Linked DNA regions of Aedes aegypti: region 1 is linked to region 2. Evidence: chromatin contacts called from public Hi-C data. All regions are on one chromosome and are shown on one strand. The core of a region is the stretch at or near the end of the contact, and the rest is flanking DNA. Distances in the headings are between cores, read along the strand shown. Region 1 overlaps LOC5579853 (spectrin beta chain). Region 2 holds the start of LOC5579853 (spectrin beta chain).

What was found. A called contact is a pair of places that touch in the nucleus more often than the background predicts.
Region 1: a Hi-C map of whole pupa shows a contact between it and region 2, with 2.5 times the contacts expected there. The contact joins the enhancer-like site here to the promoter of LOC5579853 in region 2. A contact is called at or near these places in 2 of 2 Hi-C or Micro-C datasets (whole body and whole pupa).

What each region holds. Positions count from the first base shown.
Region 1 is chr3:218,796,801-218,801,488 of AaegL5.0, reverse strand. All of the region lies in intron 1 of LOC5579853 (spectrin beta chain), which reads right to left. Among protein-coding and RNA genes, the nearest start is that of LOC110678997, 5.2 kb to the left of the region's middle. Within about 2 kb of position 1,583, at least 2 of the 3 cell types and tissues checked have open chromatin away from gene starts, as enhancers often do.
Region 2 is chr3:218,753,913-218,758,855 of AaegL5.0, reverse strand. LOC5579853 (spectrin beta chain) reads right to left here and starts at 3,396. Exons shown (of 13, transcript XM_021852812.1): 1 at 3,130-3,396.

The DNA.
Region 1 (4,688 bases), core at 334-2,833, 44 kb before region 2:
TAAATGGAACAGACTTCAGCTACCTATCGACCAGAATAACCATTTGTAGCATCAGCCTACATTCAGATAAAACATGTGCGTATGGGTTTAGAAATCATTTTCATTTTTCACTATGAAAGATCAATAATAGCATTGAGAATATAGAGACAAACATACTGAGTCTCAAATTGCTTCAAGATTAACCAGGGCCTTGTACGGATTAATTTATGTTTCAATCCGAATCTGATTATGTACAAACCAGCTCTGCAGCAAATATATCTCTCCGAACAGCGGATGCTGTCAGTGCCCAGTCGTGTTTTTTTTTCAACTAATTGGCAGAATAAACTCTGCTGCCATACGACAACAACACCCGACTGTGCACACATGTTGGATTTGATAAAAATACACTTGAACGTACTTTACTTCGGTGTTTAGTGGAGATTAGCAGGTTTTGGGTGGGCCTGTGTGTATGGAAGATGAACTTCCAAACATTACCAACAACTAACACACATTCGACACAGAATGGAACGTTTGACACGAGCACGACAACCACCTAATAGTGGAGTAAATTTTTCAACGAATGGAGAGGTCAGCTGAATGGACATTTGGTATTGACTGTTAGCAGCAGCAAAGGCGAATAACGAAAAGTGATGACATCATATATGAACGATTCAACAGTATCTCTCGGTAGTTCGAGCAAAATTATCAGATGTTTACAGTTTTGAAGATATTCAAATGTAACATTGACTAAGTTGTTGTTGTTGCCACGAATTATTTACAAACAAATTGTTCATGATTTATTGATACTACCTATAAACATTTCGAACTTATTTTGAATGAAGTTATAAATTGTTATCGATAATATCTCCAATTCACAAACTGAATACATAGAACTATGTTAATTATCGATATTTACACAACATAACATAAGAGTTATGGGTTATGGGACTCAGCAAAACCATACTGATGGTCGTTGGTTCGAATTCCACTGGTCTAGGATCTTTTCGGATTGGAAATTTTGTTGACTTTCCTGTGCATGAAGCATCTTCGAGTGACAACGATATAAAGATGCAAAAAAGCTGTCAGTTCATAATTGTTGAAGTGCTCATAAAGATTCTAAGCTGGGGAGCAGGCTCTATCCCGGTTGGGACTCAAGACCAGAACTTAATAATTAACGTTAATGTTTTATAAGGCCTGCAACAGGTTGTATAAAACGTGATTGTAATGATAATTACCATCATTTGAATTGAACTTAGTCCAAAAGCAGTCGTTGCATTTTATCGCAAATAACACTGGTAGGTTTATTGGACATTTTTTTTTGGGTTGAATTTGTATTCTACCGTTGCAATTAGAGTACAATAAATCGAAATTTTATAAAACCCACAAAATTATGATCACCTTTTTCACGGTTGAAGTACGATGCACATGCCCCGTTCCACTTATTATCAGTTGACGAACATTAGACACTCACATTATCACTAGCCATTCAAAACGCAGCTAAATAGGCAGCATGGAGGAGCTGGTTACCTATGTGTAGAATGTATGTGACTGTGTCAAGCTTATCGTCTCCAACGGCCATGACTATGTAAACAAGTGGGGCCGCCGCCACGATATGAGCAAAGACTATGATTCTAATGTGGAAATCGAGGGCCATCCACAAGAAGCAAACAATGTATTAGGGCGGTTCAAATTACAGAAAAGTTTGAAATTCTAGTTGCTTACAATTGCTTGCTGCTATTATTGAACAAGTTTCTTCATTGAAACTCAAGTAACAAGTTTCGGTAATTCATACTAACATCAACAATAGTACTGATAGTTCTACTGGTATTAGAAGTATTATTTTAGTTCCTTCAACGTCTTTGGGACACTTTCAAATTCTCACCAAAAGGGCTGGAAATTTGACACAATTCTATTTTCATCATAAGGGTTCATTCGCAAATTTCAAAACGCTTTAAGGGGTGGGTGGGTGTCCGAACGTTGTTACGGATCATACAAAAATTGAAGAGTATCAATACAGAAAGCGTCACGAGGGGGTGGGTGGGTATCCAAAATGACCAATTTCAGCGTTATGAAATATATGAACAAGCCCTAAGTATTGTGCAACATGTGATGGAATTGTTAAACTTTTTCTTTCAATTTGAACCACCCTAACAATACACACATCGCGATCGGGTGTCGGTGTCAGTAAAGCTAAACCGATTCGAACTTATTTACTTTTCATCGCAAGTTTCCTCCTCTTGATTCCGCTTGTTTTATTTTCTTTCATTTGTCTACCGGCCGCCTCGGCCAACGCCCAGTCGATGATGATGGTAGCCGGTGTTACCTCATAAAGTACCATGAGAATCAAGTGTAGGGCAAATGTCATTCATTCGGAAAGCTACAGTTATTTGACGAACGATGTACTGAATGACTGACCGAGGCGCGATTGCATTTCTGAGATATGTAGCTGTACGATTATTGAAATGTTTATGGGTAAAGGCACGTTTCTTTGAGTTTGTTATTCTTATTCGAAGAAGCCCATCATAGTCGCGACAATTGACATCATCGCTCGTAGATTCATTAATTCAAACAACGTTTAGAGGAAACGAGTTTCAGCAAGAAGGGTCAGCTATGCAGGACGGAATGATTGACCTGCCAATTGAAATGGAATGATGATTTTATTACAGTTAACTTTCATTCAAATGTAATATTGTATCTTCATTTGATTTAAAAGCCTGTTTTAGAAAACATCACTGTTGGTAGAAATCAGAATTAGTGCCGAAGAGATCAGTAGATGAAAAGCCATCACAACTTCCATTGCAAATTATCAAAACAATCTTAAATAAAGTTCGAGTTTGTTTGAACTTTTGAAGTATTCCTCAGGGGACTTATCTTGGAAATTCTTGGAAATTGGAATTCTAGGAATCCTCTTTAAAAATACCTTGTCTATGACATGATTCCATTTCCGGAACAATCCGAAAAAGTACGACTGGAAGAATATCGAATAGAAATTTATATAGAAATCACTATCAACTTCCTACAAATGATGCCAGGAAGAAATTTTTTAGGCAATACCAAAACATATTTGATATAAATTCCTAGAGAATTCTTAAACAATGATCAAGATGGATACTTGAAAATCGGATCTTATAGAATCCATAGTAAATGCTAATGAATGGATTTTAAAATTGACTATTTTGTATTGCAAATCGAAAAAGTTTCAAACGTGGTGTCCAATGCTGTAAGCCAAACAGAGAAAAAATAAGAAATGATCAAAACAAAAAACCATCCTAACGTTTCACACCTCAATGCGCCCTCAAAACGAAAACATACAAGTGCTGGTAGTGCTACGAGTAGGTTAACGGGATCGAGCAAAAGAAAAATTGCTTCAAAACACATGAAATGAATTCAAATTGTAAGTCATCGCTCGGCAGCTTTCTAGATGTGTAATTGTAAGACACCAATACACCGAACGCCGGTTGTGCCCCAGTTGACCAAGTATATTTATTCTTAAGAGTTTGTTCTCACCATTTGCTGTTATAACAATGCCAAAACAAGGCGGTGGCGTCATTAACCCACGATCTCAGCATTTTAGATGTTCTTGAGCCGTGCTTCTTGCTGTGGCAAGACGTCTCGAATAATAATTTGCAGCGGTGACGAAAGCATGACGCATAAGTACGGACGCTGGTTGAGGAAAGTAAAACAAAAATAACCATTTTGCATCGAAAATTTTGATCCACTGGTCACGCGGTAATGCAGCAACAGAAACGCTTGAAAGCTTTTTTTGTGGTCAGTCCAAGAGAGATGGGGAGCAATTTGGAATGCTGAGACGGAAAAACAATGGAAAGTGGTTTGATTTGGTGTTTTTTCCTGTTTCGTTGTTTGCAATGTGCGATGATGGGCAGATATCCGAATCTATGAAATAATAGAGGTCATCATCATGCCGTCCGAAAATGAAAGTGAATGTGTTTTGATAAAATTTCAAATGAAATGAGTGGGGATTTTTCGCCATCTGGCGATGGAAATCTTATGCCACAAGATTGGTTGCGATTGGTTCAACCGTATTGTGACACTTACTGGAAAACAATATAGACCAACATAAAGTTAGTCGAATGAATATTTGCCAAATAGAAAAAGAGTCCAATTTGTTCTCTGCCCATTTTCAAAAGAAAGGGACTTTGCCAGCAAAGTGGCAAATGACAGAATACAAAAGAGGATAATAAATCCAGTTTTGTTTTAACGTGAAAATTTTAGAATTGTCAAAATAACTTATATTTTTTTTTACTTTAAGTATGAAACTATGCTTAAGGCCACTTTGAACTGATACACTATCAGGGTGTTGACTGAATTTTAAGAATAAAATTGCTTGACCTTTCCTGATCTTCCAGTTGATTTTTAGAAAAAATTTGGGCCATTGAATTTTCCGATTTGAAACAAAACCATTTCTAAGGTTATAAGAAACTAGATGGCATGACTGACTGTACATGTCAATGGTTGCTACTCCGTGATTGATCGGTATTGCACTACGATGCAACTGAATAAGGGACGGGACTTTCCACGTACTCTCGAAGTTAGCGTTAGCGTTAGCGTAGTTACGGTATACTTCGTAGATTGGATACTAGCAACATTCATGTTTCTTTTTAATAATCTCATCCTGACTACTTTCAGGAACAAGGCAGGGGAGTATACCTTGTTCAAATCATTAACAAGAATACTAAAAGCATGAATAT
Region 2 (4,943 bases), core at 2,147-4,646:
GCATCGCTGACTTGCGTCCTGCAGTTTTTACCTCCACCCCCTCTCTCCCCTGTCGCGCTTTTAACGTTCAACTTCAAAAGCAGTTTTTCCTTTCAAAACTAAAAATTATTCGATGAAAATGTGTTCACTACGTTTCGGTTGGAGAATAGAATACAGTGAACACATTATTTTCCTGTAAATTCTCTCAACTTTCAACGAAAAAACTGCTTCTGAAAATTCCGAAATTAATGACGGATCCTGCCTTCATATTAGTACGAAATGCAGGCACACATTCGTAGAGTCCCCATCTCCCGAACGATTGACGTCATTCATGAATGATCCCTAACCAAAATTAAAATAATTTTGATTGTTTGTAGTTTCATCAGGCAATATCGTGTAATGGAACATCGACTAAAGCTAACATGGGCGGGCTTCATATAAACTTCTCTGCGATGCACAGATGAGGCGATTTCGCCGTTTTTCTGAGAAGTTGAAACTGAACCCAAAATTTTCAACATAGATCCTCAAGCGCTTCGAGTGAGAATGCAAAAATGTGAGGATGTTTTCTGGTACTCTCTTTCTCTTGTTACACACCTTTACTCACGCTTCAAAAGAACTCTTGAGTGACCCGCCCAAACAAGGCAGTCCTCGGGGAATTGTGAGAGCACTCTTTTTTAATGGAATTTCACTCTGTTGTGTTTTGTGCTGCATCTTCCTCGCTTATTTTTAGCATTTTTTCGCTCCCTCGCAAAGAGGCAAAGGCAGCACTCTGCTCTAAAGTATGTCATAGAACTCTGATGATGTTGAGGAACATGATCAAGCCTGAACATGGGAGACCGTTTTATTTTCCCTAAATTTTGTCTAACTCCAAGAATGTTCATCAAAATTTTGCCGAGAAGCACATCTCGAGTTTTAGTGAACCGATGAAACTGAAAATTTTATAGGTTGTGCGCTGCATATAAATAATAATATAATAAATTTTTCATCGATATATGGAGTGGTAATTGAGATTTGCTTCTTCAAACGGATAAGGAGATTATAATGACGTCCCGTGCGGCCTTAAACGGACAAATTGACGTGAGTTTTGCGAAAAAGTTACACGTCTTCTTGGTGAGAAACGAACTCACGACTCCCTGTTCACTAGATAGGGCGCGTTGCCCCTACACCACGAGAATACTCATTGGAGCAGAAGTTAACCTGAATTCGATTTCAACTCAATAATCACGTGGTCATCTTTCGCAAAGCGCACCTCTTTCGGAAGAATTAGATGCTTATCCAAACACAACGCTTACTATTTATATGCAATGCCTAGCCCGAGAACGCATTATTTATTAGGTATTGAAATACAACACACTACTCGCCAACGACGTACTGGCTGAGATCTATCGTGCGGGCTTCCAATGGGCGACGTTCTCAACGACCGGTTACGATACATGAATACATTGCTTGATAAATATTTGTTTAATAAGTTATGACTTAAGTGAACAGGGAGCCGTGAGTAACCAACTCTTAAAAAATCATCAAATAGTGATTGTAGAACAGATTGTTTGTAATCGTACGTTAAATCTCATTAAATTTTAGTGTTGTGGATAATACACTATCACACACTAAAAGTACTTAAAAAAACAAATTGTAGTAGGCTTTAAAAACATCTGCACAAAACGTAAAAATATGTTTATTTCTATCAAAAATGATAACTGGAATCGATCTGGCGGAACCTCTAATCGGTTTTTTTTGGAAAGTTGTTTTTTTTATTTATTTCGTTTATTTGACAGGCTCGAAAAGTTGATTTATTCTACAAAGATACTATGAATAAGCATAATATCTCGCGTAACAGTTCTAAAGGGCCAATGATCAAATTGTAAACAAATCGGGTTTTGATACCATTCGATAGCATCTCCCAACACCCACAAACTATGCAAACATTGTCAACATAATCATAAAACTTACCGTTATAAACTCGATTTTCAAAACGGCCAATAACCGCTTTTTTCCAAATCATCCATTGGCCCCCACTCGAAAAGGCCAATGATTGGTTCTCGCTCCATCAAGAGGGCCTACAATCGGAAAATTTCGCAAACTGTCATTGGCCTTAACATGGTGAGAGGCCAATGACTCTCTCTTGCTCATTCATTGAAAACCGAAAAGGCCTAGCCTTGAGCCAAGCACGCTAATAAAATTCTATTTTGGCCAATACAAAAGGCCCATGCCTTGATGAAAATCGAAAATGGGCCAAGCATTTAAACTTATCATTTTTTCCACATTTTTGTCAGTTTTCAGAATTAAATCAATTATTAGAATTAAATCAATTATTATAATCGTCACTCAACTAGCAAGAAATCACATTGATTGAATTGAATACTGAAAAATAGGAATTGAAAATGTGTGAATAATATTCAAATCGAATTTTCTCAGAGTCAACGATCTGAAGATTGGCCCTTTTGAATTGTTACGCGAGATATGATCTTTCATTCTAGGGCACCATGACTTCTCGAACATTGATTTTTTTTTCTGGGACACCCTATTGTATTGCCCGCACTCTCTCCACACACATACAAAAGCCGAAATTTTCACGAGCTCGCGCCTATCTCTTTTCATTGCATACTCGACACAAAATATGGTTGCGAGGTCAAATTAATAAAAACACAAGCCGAGTGGCCCCTTGTCCAAAATGATTTCACTATCTCTGACTAATTTAGATTTCATTTTATGAAATGAAGCGGACAACATCAAGAAAGACAGCATGACATTCACGAGAATAAAAATGCATCGGTCGATGACGGTGGGTGAGAAAAATAAGAATGATGATGGCCGATGATGTCATCGATTCATTTAAAATATGTTTCCCTCTCATTCCTTCCGATCATGCTGCGCCGTTTTGGCACCCATCATGGCCCCCAAAATATCTGCGCTATGGGCGTTGTCGTCGTCGCTTTTCTCTTCTGGACCGCACTCACTTTTCCCCTTGATGGTTGATGACTTTACTGCTTTTCGCCGCCGCACACTCATTTACAGTAGAGGCCGAGATCCGATTTTTCCTCTATTCGACCACTCTTTCCAACAAGAATACGTGCAAGCGAGTGTGAATGAAGGAGAAAACTTTTTTCATCGGCCCAGGCGCAAAGCATAAGTAGAAAAAAAATTACTCACATCCCAATTAATCGATTTTCGTGAATTAAACTGTACTTTCAGATCGTCTACGCGATCGCAAACTGTACTCGCACTACCGTATCACCTTTTGCAACACAAATCCTCACGGAATATGCACCGTTTTCTTCGAATTTATGCTATTTTCACTTGCTGGTTTCAATATTTTTTTCTTCACACTAACACGGCACTAAAATTTTACAGCGCGACGGCGACGACCATCTTTACTCGACTACGCTCACTTACGGACAGACCGCATCCAAAGTTTTTCACTGCTTCCGAACCTTCCGAAGCCCAGCGCCAGCAGTCATGCAGTTCTCCAAAAGCTTCCAATGGAACAGAGAAGGAAAGAGCGATTATGGCAAATGAGGCGTATGAACAGGTTGAGCAATTAGGCCGATGCTGTCTCTGTTCCTCTCACTACACTGTACTGCAGTTTAGGGGTGACGTCATTCAAAACAGATTCAAATTGCCACGATATGGCTGCGTGCATCGAGCTTTATGGAAAAAGCTTTTATTTACAAACTTTACACGGAACTTGAAATCAACCCAAATTAACTAATTTCTGGTTTTCGTAAGGGCCCATTCATAAATTTCATAACGCTGGAGGGGGTGGGTGGGTGTCCTTGCGATGTTACACGGGAAAAAAATCTGTGGTAAAAATAACTATTTTAGCTGACTACGCCCATTCTTAAAACTACCATGGAAATTCAGACCAATATACTATGTTTACGGTACACCCCACCGCAATACTGGTACATTTGACAGAAATAATTTACAACAATCTGATTTCAACTACAGACATGGTAAAATCAAGCGCATTTCTGGTCTGCTGAAAATTGCCGGTGCGAGCGCTTAAGTTAACCCCCTAGAATGGTAGTTTTTACCGCACAATTTTTTTGCGTGTACGGTCCGTACAAAAACAGGAAAATACCAATACAAAATGCGTCACAAGGGGGTGGGTGGGTGTCCAAAATAGCCCATTTTAGCGTTATGAAATATATGAACAAGCCCAAGACTTTTGGTTTCGAAGACAAAAAACTAAATAAATAATGGACTTAAGTCAACTCTCTATTACTCGATATTGAAGGGATCATCGAAGCTGGGAGATATTGCAGCGCTTATATTAAATCCACATCCAGCGGCGGCGGTAACGCGCAGAAGATATGCGCACAATTCAAACGCAACGTCCAAATTCAAGTAGGCTTGGATTTTTTCGTTCTTCAAGAATTTGCTAAATCTGAAACATTTGGTAGTTTTCATTATCACTGCGACGGTATATCCACATTTTCAGATAATCGCATTACGTGGATTTATCTTGCAGAGCACAATATCGAGTTATAGAACACAAAATCAGTGAAAATGCTATCCAAGTGGCGATCGAGGTGAGCCATAAAAACCAAGGCTGGCTGGATACTGGCGGCTCTATATTGCTACCCCAACGTGTCGCTGGCTCTGAAATGTAAACAACCATACAAAAAAAATGACCAAACAATGGTGAAGGCGTAATCAATTTTCTCGCAAACATCTATTTTGGGAATTTACACATTCTAATTCCAGCAGGTTCTGGTACACCATGTAGATATTCTCCTGGGTTTGCTAAGGGTCTGGAGTTTGTCCCGGTTTCAGCAGGATACTGCCCGGATAGAATCGTACCATTCAGTGTATGGAATAAACCATTAATGTACAATATAACGTATTGGATACAATACAGCGTATTGTAATTTACTGTCGAAACAACATTATTCTTGTTTGAATACACGATTCAAAAACAATATAATATACTGTAACAGAACACTGTAATGTTTTTTATTGGT